Regions from separate parts of the Hordeum vulgare genome. Here region 2 is linked to region 1. The links are chromatin contacts, called in public Hi-C maps. All regions are on one chromosome and are shown on one strand. The core of a region is the stretch at or near the end of the contact, and the rest is flanking DNA. Distances in the headings are between cores, read along the strand shown. Region 1 holds the start of LOC123441844 (mitogen-activated protein kinase kinase kinase 18-like). Region 2 holds the start of LOC123440137 (mitogen-activated protein kinase kinase kinase 17-like).

What was found. A called contact is a pair of places that touch in the nucleus more often than the background predicts.
Region 2: a contact with region 1 is called in a Hi-C map of seedling, with 2.8 times the contacts expected there. The contact joins the promoter of LOC123440137 here to the promoter of LOC123441844 in region 1. A contact is called at or near these places in 2 of 6 Hi-C or Micro-C datasets (leaf and seedling) and 1 of 1 datasets of contacts at active chromatin or transcription factors (embryo).

Annotation. Positions count from the first base shown.
Region 1 is chr3H:450,534,712-450,541,039 of MorexV3_pseudomolecules_assembly, forward strand. It overlaps LOC123441844 (mitogen-activated protein kinase kinase kinase 18-like), which reads left to right and starts at 3,847. Exons shown (of 2, transcript XM_045118051.1): 1 at 3,847-5,227. The coding sequence starts at 3,951.
Region 2 is chr3H:450,715,663-450,721,990 of MorexV3_pseudomolecules_assembly, forward strand. LOC123440137 (mitogen-activated protein kinase kinase kinase 17-like) reads right to left here and starts at 3,742. Exons shown (of 1, transcript XM_045116709.1): 1 at 2,139-3,742. The coding sequence starts at 3,602. The coding sequence ends at 2,229.

The sequences.
Region 1 (6,328 bases), core at 2,597-5,096:
GATAATAACCATTTTATTATTGCCTCTAGGGCATATTTCCAACACTACATCACCCTTTCCTCTTCATGGGAAAAACCAACGCAAGCTCAAGAGACGACACAAGGATCTTTGGCACCATTGTCAGGGAAGAACTTTTGTTGCCGTAGCAGCCATGCTTGATTACGTGCAAATCTGGCGCAAGCTTCAGCACGTGCAGTTATCCCCTCGGCCAAACACCATCCTATGGCGGTGGACCGAGAGTGGTGCCTACTCTGCCTCCTCCTGCTACACAACCCTTTTCACCGGCTCCACGACATCTGAGCACCGGCAGCTAGTCTGGCAGTCCGGTGCACCCTTGTCTGCTAGGTTCTTCCTGTACCTGCCTCCTTGAAACGTTGCTGGACCGCCGGCAGGCTTGCTCGGCGAGGGCTGCCATAGGAATCGACTTGCGTCCTCTACTTGCACGACCCGAAAACTCTCCAGCATATCTTGACTAGGCGCGCCTTCGCACGGGTTGTGTGCCATGAGATCCTGACGTGGTGCGCCCTACCCCCCTCCCCCCGCCCGATGGGCCTGGTGGTTACTTTGGTTGGCTCGCCACCGTATACCTAACGTTGCCCATGGCCAAGCATCGAGGACTCACGACCATTGCTGCCCTGATTGCATGGGTACTATGGCGCCACCGCAACGCGGTTACCTTCGACAAGATCCTCCCCTCTTCCTCCGTAGTGATCGCTTCGATCAAGGATGAAGCCCGCTCCCTGGCATTTGCCGGAGCCACACAACTAGCTATACTTACGCATGTAAGTTGAAACCATGTTAGGGGCTGAGCAACCCCACTTCTCCACCCCCCTATTCACTCGATCGCCATGAAATTTCCTTCTAGCGCACGCGTCCATGGCATCACCTTGTAGTTTTCTTCCCTTCTATCAATGCAAAGATACTCTATCTAAGCATATCCGCGAAAAAAGATCCTATGGACATTGGTACAAGAAAAGGGCGCTACAAAATACTTGTGATGTGTCCCTCACTCCCACCCCTTCATCCTCCTCCCCCCACCCCCACCCCCCAAACGACACCCGCTCTAGTGACTCTCGGGTGAAAAACTGGACACCGCCTCTGCCCCCATCCACCTTCCTTCCCTCGTCGCCGCCAGAGGTGCCTACCGGCAAAGCATGTCCTTCTTCGGGGCCGCCCCAAGGCGGAGCATTTCTCGCAAGTGAGACCCGATGGCTAGCCCGATCGGTTGGTTCACTTCTAGCTGGATATGGCTTACATTGGTGCGGTGATTGGTTCGGTTGGCGCTAGAGGCACCGAGCATTGACGGCGAAAGCTCGCTTCCCTTCTTCATTGGGTGTGTGATGGTGGCATGGAGTGCATGCGCTGGTGACGCGATGTCGATGGGCTTCAACGAATGGATCTAGGCTAGGGGGGCAATCACATGTGGTGGCAACTTTGGTGGTAGAGGTTGGCAGTGATGTTGTGGTGCTCCACTATCGGTCAATGGCGCGCGAACTTTTGTTCGTTGCAATGGTTGGGCATCTCCTTCCTTTTAGGCTTCCGGTTGAAGGGGGGTCGGGTTTGGATTTCCCTTGTGTAGGCTGTGGATGAAAACCTTAGATTGGACATTGTATGTTCGGGTGGTGGTGGTTTTGTGACATCGCTTACTCCTTGGAGTCGCCATATTTGAAGTCCATGTTGTTGTTAGTTGTAGGAGTGTCTCGCTGTAAGTGGAGTTAGGTTTGTGGTGTCATTGGTGAAGGTGTGTGGGGCTGGTGGCGGTGTCAACGAGCGAGGGGCCATGGAAGATGGTGGTTGTGATGTGGTGGTGGATGCTTGCTGCGGGCTTGATGGTAGTTGTGTCACGACGAGGTTGGGGTTGGCAGTGGTTGTTCGGTATGTTCTTTGGGGTTCGATGGCGGTGCCTTTCGCACGATAGGTTGACCATATGTTTATCCTTGCAATGGTGTCTCACATGTGTTGTTTTGCTTGCTCAAGACCCTCCCATGGATGTCGATATGTTGCCACGAGCTTCGTGCTCATGTTGATGCCTAGTTCATCTTTGCTCATTGACGGCACAAGATGCCTCTGTAACTTGCTAATCAATCCAAATTTCTATGGCGGAGCTCCGAGTCAAGGTTCGTGTTCGGTTACACACGTAGAAAGATAAACAGAGTATACCATCTCTGAAATCGTGTTCTAGAGGTTTCTTTGGGAACGATGCGATCTCCAATCAAGAACTCACCTTTCATTGTGATTGTGTGAGTGAGTGATCAAGCATGTCTTCCATCTAGGAAGCATATATAGCAGATCAAATGTTGGCCGATGGGAAGCCATACGTTGGTGCTTGTGAACGACGTGAAGATAAGTTGCCTTTACCATGTAGCAAGCTAAATTGTGCTCACAACATGGTGAAGGACAATCTAAATTTTTAGTATGGTGAAACCATAGCACAGCGAAAAATATTTATAATCAGCTATATAACGACTACACTTAGCATATGCAAGAAATCCTTTATTTTTTTATGAGTAATTCCTTTATAAACGCTCTTTTTTAGAATCGTTGGCGCTCACTAATGTTGAAGTAGTGTGCTGGGGTAAACAAGATTGCACTAGTGCAATCGCTAGTTATCCTCATATGGCCCACAATCACTTTTTTCAGCGGATGCCCACAATTACTTAACCACCAAATCGCTACAGAAAAAAAGGCCCAAGGGCCTTGATGGAGTGCCTTGTTCAGTCTGCTAGACAATAAAATTGTAGTGAGAACAAATTGGGATTAATCCTTCTCCACATCACTTTCCTAAAAGGGTCCCAAGCCGCTTTCATGTCGGCAATCAGTGCCCCTTGCCCAAAGGACTTAGTCGTCATAACCCTAGCTAGGGCTAGCCACTTTGGTTTCTCATCTGGTTCATCCGCTTCATCCTGTCAAAGTAGATTATCCAACTCATCTTCCTCCACATGCAAACGCTCCAGCAAAACGCTGGAATCTTCACGAGGTTTAGGTCGTGATCCACTAGCTTCCGGGGACGTAGCCATCTCGCAAGGTGGTGAAACCCTAGCCGCCCGCATTTGAAAGAGATAACAAACCGGGCAACAGGAGGACGGACAATAGCTGTCATCGACACTGGGGCCGATCGATGACAGGAAAACTCAGAGCAGCGGGCGCCGGAGGACAGGGGAACCCTAGCTTTTTCGTCGCTAGGGGAAAAATATACGTCATGAGTTGGTTGAAATCTACGTAGATAGTTAGCTGTAAACTTTGGTTGTAGTTGGAACTGGTTGGATGCTTTGGTTTGATGGTTTCGTCAATGAAATCGAAGGGAATCTCCCTCTTCTTAATAAAAAAAACAATGAGAAAGTCCACTGGAAGCTACTTTTTCTGAGTGCCCGCTGAAACTACAGATATAACAGTAGGTGGGATACGTTGTAGACCAAATACTCTCCATGGTTTCCAGCCGTAATAATCCAATAATAACCTCCAGAGAGCATCGAGCATGAGAGAAGCGATGACGCGGCCGAAGAACATTCGGTGGAGAGAGAGAGAGAGAGAGACAGACGAGACGAGCGCTCCCGGCCTCTTGTCTTGCCCAATTTTGACGTCGTTTTCCATCTGCTTTCCGGGCTCTCGGAACCCAAATCAGCCAATCCCCCACGTGCCGCGAAACGAAGCCACGTTGACGACCCCTCCGACTGGCCCGGCCCACGCGACAGTGTCCCGTCAACGCCTCCCGTTTCCTCGCGCAGCTCCGCTGCTCACATGCTTTTCACACGACACCGCTGCTACGGATGGATACCGAAGCCACGCCACCTGTCCTCCCCCCGCCTTATATACGCGCCCAGACGGATCGAGCTCCACTTCAAATCGCAGAAACCAAAACCAATCGAGCGAGCCAGGCAGCTACCCGCAGCAGCCACCACAAATTCGAAATCCCTCCTCCTACCTGCAAGAAACGAGCGCCGAGGAAAGAAATGGACTTGGCGGTCGGCGGCAGCTGGACACGCGTCCGCACGCTCGGCCGCGGCGCGTCCGGCGCCGTTGTGTCCCTCGCCGCAGACGTCTCCGGCGCGCTCTTCGCCGTCAAGTCGGCGCCCGCGGCCGCCGCGGACCAGCTCAGGCGCGAGGGTGACATCCTGTCCGGGCTCTGCTCGCCGCACGTCCTGCCCTGCCTCGGCTTCCGCGCTGGCGCCGCCGGCGAGTGCCAGCTCTTCCTCGAGTTCGCGCCGGGCGGCTCTGTCGCCGACGTGGCCGAGAGGAGCGGGGGCCGGCTCGAGGAGTGCGCGATCCGACCGTACGCCGCCGATGTGGCTAGAGGCCTGGCGTACCTCCACGGGAGGTCCCTCGTCCACGGGGACGTGAAGGCGAGGAACATCGTGGTCGGCGCCGACGGCCGTGCCAAGATCGCGGATTTCGGGTGCGCGAGGACGGCGGGTTCCGATCGGCCCTTGGGTGGCACGCCGGCGTTCATGGCGCCGGAGGTGGCGCGGGGCGAGGAGCAGGGCCCCGCGGCCGACGTCTGGGCGCTGGGCTGCACCGTCATCGAGATGGCCACCGGCCGCGCTCCGTGGAGCGACATGGGCGACGTCCTGGCGGCGATGCACCGGATCGGCTACACGGACGCCGTGCCGGCGGTGCCGGCGTGGCTGTCCGCAGAGGCGAAGCACTTCCTGTCCATGTGCCTCGCAAGAAACGCCCGCGACCGGTGCACGTCGGCGCAGCTGCTGGAGCACCCGTTCCTGGCATCAGCCGGCTGCGGCGTGAAGCCTGAGGAGGCGGCGGCCAAATGGGTGTCCCCCAAGAGCACGCTCGACGCCGCGCTCTGGGAGTCCGACACCGAAGACGACCACGACGACTACGGTTCAGAGAGCCCCGCCGAGAGGATCAGAGCATTGGCATCCCCTTCCTCGGCATTCCCGGACTGGGACTCTGACGAAGGCTGGACCGACGTGCTCAACGAGAGCCGCGATGCCGCCGCCAACGCCGCCGAGGACGAGCCCGCGTCATCGGGCGAAGAAGCGTCGGAAACGGAGGCCGAATTCTCGGGGTCTGCATACGTGGAGGATGCCGATCGCGTGCGTATTGTAGGATCAACCGCTCCCTCAGCTGAGCAGCACAAAGAGTTTTGTTCGGGCCTCTTCGGCGACCAAATTGTATTTCCTGTCAGTGGTACCGTTGATGAAAGTGAAATGACAGAATCGTTATTGCATCAAACCATAACTATTACTACTACTCCCCATTTCAATTCCTTGTTAATTTCTGCCGAACTAATAAGTGTGGCGCGACGATTCCAGAACGTCGCTCAAGAGATATGCATGAACCATTGGCGAACACCGGACGGAGTAGGGGTAGCAGTAGCGTGTATCCATCTTCCCATCTCATGGGGCCATGCCAAAAGGGGTTGCTAGACCACGCTAGAGAAGGCCACTCCCCATTCGACACACTCGGGTCCTTTATCCTTCCTTTGGCTTGTGCACTACCCCGTCAGTTCCCAACCAGGAATGCAATGCTCAGCAGCAAAAACAAGACCGGATAAACTGATCGACGAGCACCCTTGATTAGACCCTGGTTCTCACTCTTATCTTACTGACAGACAGTGATCTGGTCAACGGGGAGTCTTGTGACACTGGCCAGAGCTACAAAACCCAAAGGCTTGGGACATATCGCCATGCGGCCGCGTCTCCAAGTGGCGGCGTGCTCCGAACGCCCAGGTGTTCTTCTCAGACGGCGTAGAAAGTTGCCGTACACGTCTGATGTTTGCCACACGTGGAAGTAGGGATGGGATGAGAGTGAGCTTGTTCAAATCCTCAAGGTTAGCTTACCGTGACACGCGTCCAAAAACCCCGGAAAGCTCTTCCGTGGAACTTGTGCCCATGTTTCTAGATTTTCCAGCTCTTGCAGCTTGCCTATCTTGCCTAGCTTGCCCAAGGAGCAGCCGTACGTAGTTATTTCTAATCTGTTTCATCTGCGTTTTTTTCCTTCGCCTGCCATGAAAGCCCTAAACCATGTATGCGTAGCATGCTATTTTTTCATTCTGTGAACAGTAATTTGCGATTGGTTATCTAGTTCCAAAAGCGTGAGTTCGTGCTGCTGTAAAAGAATTTGGTCGCCAATACAGCATCTGGATCTTTTTCCCAACAACCTTGCTGTGAGCCAACTACCTTGACATTTCTGCTGGCGAGTGGTTCTGCAATTTGTTTTTTTTTTTTGTTTGGTGATGAAGGGGGCGCTTTGGTGCTTCTCCAGCTGCAAGGCCAGTGTTCGTTGTGTGGGGGACTAGTTTAGCTGGCTGTCTGCCTCTAAAACTCTACTGTACGTAGTTGGGAAGGCAAGGCACTGCCAGTGCGGCACC
Region 2 (6,328 bases), core at 2,492-4,991, 180 kb after region 1:
TCATAAAGGAGTGAAATTTCTGCATGAGAAGGGCTCCGACATTGGGATGAAGTTTTGCAAACGAAAAGATATTTTCGTCAAAGACAACATCCCGGGAAATATAGACACGTCCGGTGGGAATCTCTAGACACTTGAATACTTTGGAAGGTTACTATAACCGATAAAGACACATTGGGTGGAACGGAACTCAAACTTGTGACAATTATATGGACGAAGATTAGGATAACAAGCACATCCAAAAACTTGGAGGGAATTGTAATCTGGTTTTTGGTGAAACAATCATTATAAAGGGTGGTGTTGCCAATGACTTTGCTAGGTAAAAGATTGATAAGATAAAGCAATAAAGGCTTCATCCCAATACTTAAGAGGCATGGATGCATGTGAAAGAAGGCGAAAACCTACTTCAACAATGTGTCGATGCTTGCGTTCAGCAAAACCATTTTGTTGGTGTGCATGTGGACATGATACATGATGATCAATGCTTATACTGCGAAAGAAAGAGATGACCTTCTCATATTCTCCACCCCAGACACTTTGAACAACGATAATTTGCTTATAAAAGTATCTCTCCACAAGTTTTTGGAATTCTTGGAAGACAGGAAAAACTTGAGATTTGTGTTTAAGCAAGTATATCCTAGTAAACTTACTAAATCATCAATGAAGCTAACATAATATTTGTTTCTTCCAAAAGAATCTCTTGCATGACCCCATACATCACTAAAAATAAGCTCTAATGGAGCATGAGACACGAAGGTGACACTTCCACTGCTAACGGGTTCCTCCTTAGTGACCTCGAGCTTTGACCGGGAGATGGGAGGAGGACAGCAAGGCAGCATCCGAGCTTGCCTCGGTACATGCCGCGAGGTTCACCAGGTGCCTCAACAGGGTTCACTAGCGCTTTGCTCGTGCATGGAAGCGAAGATTGGGGGTTCGGATTGGGGTATGTGGACCCAATTGCAATTTAGATTTTGCTTTTAAGAAGCTTTATCCTATTTTCCATTGGTAAACGTTTAGGTTCGGCGCGTCGGTCGAACGCTCGGTCTGCCGCTCCTGCACCCGCACTGGTGACTAGTTGTTGGAAAAAGACACGTCTGCTGCCTTATCTTATCCCATCTCAGACTCTTTCTTCACTGCTCCCAAATCTCTCAGCTCCTGGCCACACCTCGTGCCGCTCCATGCTACGGATGACTTGGCCGCCCTCCTACTCTTCCAAGCTGACAACCCCTCCTCCTCATCCTCCAAGCCGGCAACGCCTCCTCCTCCTCCAAGTCAACAGCATCTCCTCCCCCTTCTCCTTTGATTTCAGCTGCCGCGAGCATCGTGTTATCCTCCAATCACTTGCTACAAGGCGCTGCCACATGCTTCGTCACCTTCAGCGAGCGAGCTACATCGATGGTAACCGACGTGCTCTGGAGCTACTACATGTGGCGGAATGCTACGATCGGCATGCTGCGGAGCTGCAACCCGCAAAACCATTTGTTACATCCGTCATCCAATTTTGCTGGAATTAGAGAAGATCGAGGCTACGAACGGTGCGACGACGGCGATGAATTTTGTTGTTGCAACCGTCATGGTTTTTTGCTACGTCTAACCTTTTGCTACATCCATCACGCCGAAGCTGAGACTTGCGACAGCGGTGAGATGGTTTTGCTACAACTGTCCTTTGATTTTGCTACTATTGACAGATTTGTTGCCCATGCGTCAGTGAGGCGGAGCTGCTTCCATGGCGTGCGCGGGCGACGAGTGCGGGATCTATACATGGCGAGCGCGGATGACAGAGGTGCATCCATGGCGCTCGGCCCCGGCCAACGGCAACGGCGCGTGGCTGCCCCACATAGATGTCATTTTTCTGGAACTGCGGCTGCCCCCGAAAGTGAGAATGGAGCGGAGGCGAGCTTCGAGGCCCGCGGAGAGCTCATCCATGACGAGGGAGAGGCGGGGTCAACGGGGGTACGGTGCGACAATGGTTTTCAGATTTGTTTTTGCCTCGAGGAGTCGAGAGGCAGGAGGAACAAAACGTATGGAGAGAGAGAGGAGAAAAAGAGATCTGACCATGCGCATTAAAACAAATCAATGGCTGGCGTTGGACCAGTCGAAAGTTTCAGCCGACAATCACGCGCCTATCACTGTCCTTTTGCATTGACCTTGCTGTAAATTCAACTATTGATTAGTGGGCTCCATAACTACGGAATATGTTCTTCCTGATGCTGGGCGGTACCGTAAATTTGTTACAGGGGTTGTGGAAGATCTTTTGCGGTATGCGCAAGAGTGAAAAGAATGAACACCATTACTGTCTTTGTTACAAGGGTTGGTCGTAGACTTTGAGATTTTGAGCAAAATATGAATTGCATTACTCTGTCTTTGTTACAATGACGATCAAATCTCGAAATTTCACCCCCGTCAGGTTGAAACGGGTGAAATTGATTTCTACAACTGCCTAAATGCACAGGACGCACATAACTGTCCTGCCAAATGGAGGAGTCGGTCAACACTGCATTGCGCGGGATGCCGTTGCTGTCGTCGGCAGCAACCGCGAACGGCTCACGCTCTGCCTCTGTTTCTTCCGGCCCAACGAGGTAACCTGCACCGGCCGGCGGCGAGTCGGGGACTCTGGAGACCTCGCCGCACACGTCGATCCAGCCGTCGTCAGAGTCCCAGTCCGGCAAGGCCGAGGTGGCGCAGGCCAATGCCGCGATCCTCTCGGCCGGCGTCGTCGACATCTCGTCCGCCTCGTCGTCGGTGTCCGAGTCCCAGAGTGCATCATGCAGTGTGCTCTTGGGGGACGCGTATTGTTGCTTCACCGGCGCCGCCTTGTAGTCGCCGGCGGCAGCAACGAACGGGTGATCCAAGAGCTGCGCTGCCGTGGACCGGTCGCTGGGCTGTCTCTTGAAGCATCCGGCCAAGAAGTCCTTGGCATCCGCCGAGAGCCAGCCCGGCACCTCTGGCACGGCGGCTGTGTACCCGATCCGGTGCACGGCCGCGAGCAGATCGTTCATGTCGCTCCATGGCGCGCGGCCAGTGGCCATCTCGACGACGGTGCAGCCGAGCGCCCACACGTCGGACGCCGGCCCCTGCTCCTCGCCGCGCGCGACCTCCGGCGCCATGAACGCCGGCGTGCCTCCCATCGGAAGCAACGAGTCCACAGCCCTCGCGCAGCCGAAGTCAGTCAGCCTGGCGCGGCCGTCACCACCGATCACCACGTTCCGTGCCTTGACATCCGCGTGGACCAGCGACCTCGCGTGGAGGTACTCCAGCCCCCTGGCCACATCCCCGGCGTAGGCCCGGATGGCGGACTCGGGGAGGCAGCCCCCGCTCCGGACGGCCTCGTCGGCGAGCGAGCCGCCGGGTGCGAACTCGAGGAAGAGCTGGTACTCGCCGCACTCGGCGGCGCGGGAGCCGAGGCAAGGGATGATGTGCGGCGAGCAGAGCCCGGTGAGCACGCTCCCCTCGCGCTCCAGCTGCGCCGCGCCACCGGCGGCGGCGGACTTGACGGCCAGCAGCTTTCCGGAGGCCTCGTCGGACGCGAGCCACACGACGGCGCCGGACGCGCCGCGTCCCAGCGTGCGGATCCGCCTGAGCTGCTTCGCCACGGCAGAATCCATCGTTGGTCGTCGGTGCTCCGGCTGGGTTGCGAGCTGACTTGGTATGCGAGGATGGACGGATGGCGCGCGAGCTGCATTTATACGTGCGGAGTGGCGCGCGACGAGGAAGAGACCGCCATGGGTGCGCGGAACACGTGCGGAAAATGAGGCTCGCAGCGTTTAGCATTTTGGGTAAAAGAAAAAGCCTCGTGCGACCTTCACCTTCTCCTCTCCGGCTGCAAAGGAAGGTGCCGTGTAAACGAACGTGCGGGTCTTATTCTGGCCATGGCTTCTCTGGCCTGCCTTTTCCCCGTCGTTTTTCCGCTGCCTTTTCGTCTGGCGGATCTGGATCAGCTTCAGGGGAAGGTGCGTCGGCGGCTGAATTCGAATTGTGGACGTCACGTGATGCAACGTGACGTTTGTCAACGTATACGATGATGATTTGTATGCAGCCACACAATGGATAATGATTAATGATTAGTGCCACTCATACTGCTCTTAAGAATATAATAATGGACATATACCACCGTTGCTTGCTTGCTTGCTTGCTTCAGTAAGTACTCATCTATGTATGTGAAGTGTCACTTTGGCGTCTCCACGTGCTACAGAGCCCACAGCCTAACCGATAAGGCCTCCTTGATGCGTCGTGTTGGCTATGTGCCTCGCGGTTACGTCTCAGCCTCGTCTTGGACATTTCTCTCATTAGGCTCTGTACAACGTGGAGAGGTCTCAGAAGAAGAGCTGCCGTAAGGGCAATACACGTCCATCATCATCCAGTCGTCCATCGCCGTTTCCCAGAGGCACGTTTCGTTCGGCGGACATGGGCGGCTCGCCCAGACTGAAATTTCCGAAGCCATGTGAGTACGTGACGGAGTTTGGCTGAAGCTGATGGAGGATTAGTTAGCTATATCAATCATTTCTGGCGTCACGCTGTTTAGGCAAGCACATGCGCCGAACACTAGCCTAAGCCTCTGTGTGGAGCGTACGTGCTACGTGTCGGATTTTAGACCTGTTTGAGCTGTCATGTTTTCCGAGATTCCGAATCATCGTCGGCTGACCCTTTTTCCTTGGAACAAGAACCGCGTGATCAAACCGTGCAATTTTCTTCATGCATAGCTTGTTGGTAATCCATTTTAGATAAAGTATAATTTCTGTTGGTTAGGTTTTTCAGGCAACGGTTCTGTTGAGCAACCGAAAAAAGGGTGCACGCTTCAGTTTCTCTCTTCGCTCAGCTTCAGTTTGGTTCATGAGCACGTCATCACTTAAAGACACGTGTCTTCTTGCATGATCATAAAAATAATTGTCGGGAATGCTTTATTTTTGAACCAAGTTTTTTTTTCCTGAGAAATAGCCATAGTTTTTTTTGAAACAGCAAATATTTTCCATAAATTTGTAGTGTGGCCATGTCATCTTCGTAAGTACCCCTGCCAATCATTTTTGGAAGCGCATCGGTTGATTTTAATATCAGTAACTCAAACAACATCTTGACCTTTTTAGCACCAAACATCCCTCATCCTGAAAAAAAGGTACAGGGATTGATTGAATCTTCCACTTTCTCAGTTCACGTTTTATTTGTCCATTATCGCATGTGCCTATGAATTATTTCCGCTCTGAGGAGACAAATTACAAAGCCTTTGACTCCCGTGGTTTGACATCGGATGGCTTCCTTTGAAGAAGATTTGTTGAGAACACATACTGTGACAAGGACGACTTATGACCTGATATCCAAAACCAAAAGATGATACTCCCTTCGATCTATATTACTCCCTCGTTTTCGGTTTACAGGACTCATCTCAAAAAATTTAGATCTTCATCATATTAGACTTATTTTGATCTAATTGAGTTAAAGTGCTTTGAGTCCCACGCCATATTTAATTTATAAAGTTTTAGAGAAAGGAGATGAGTGGTTATGCATGCATCGTTTTCTACAACCATCATGTAAGTCCAATGAGAAGGAGGATGCTACATTTATGGCCTTGGAAATTGAATATGTGAGAAATTTTTCATCGACTAGTTAAAACTAGTATCATCCATTCACAATTCACCTTGGTTAATGAGATTTCAGATTTGAGCCCTATAAACCGGAAAGGAGGGAGTACATGACATTGGTTTAGTACATCGACAAGTAATATGGATCACAAAGAGTACTATGGTAATTTTGTTTTACTCGATTGCAGATCTAGATCTTCACAACATTGTCTCTCAAAAGATTCGGAGTATTAATTTGTTGAAGCCTAGAATATGTGGAACATTGTGAGGCAGAAATGGAATCTATTATCGACTTAGGCAGATCTTACCCAAACCCTAGTTAGTAAGGACCACTTTGATTCATTTGAAAAATAGAGAAAAATCATAGGAGTGGAATTTTTTCCTATCATGACAACTTTTGTGTGTTTGGTTCAAAGGAATTAACGAACCATAAGAAAAATGAAGGAGTTTTTCTTTTGGAATCAGTTTCGTGAAAAAGAACAAAATTTTACAATCCACTCAGACCATTTTTTATATTCCTATGCACAAACAATGAGGGAAAGACTATAAGTGGCATAATACTAACTCCATCCCTTTTTTGACATAAAACTTAAGATCCATTCATCATACATCATGAGAGTACAAATAACACAAGAAGTAATAAAAAATCATATATTTCCATAGACCATCTAGCGATGACTACAAGCATCCGATCGAGCTCAAGGCGTGCTACCATCACAGCCCCTTCCTCGTCGGAGTCAAGTAAGCCTTGTTGTAGT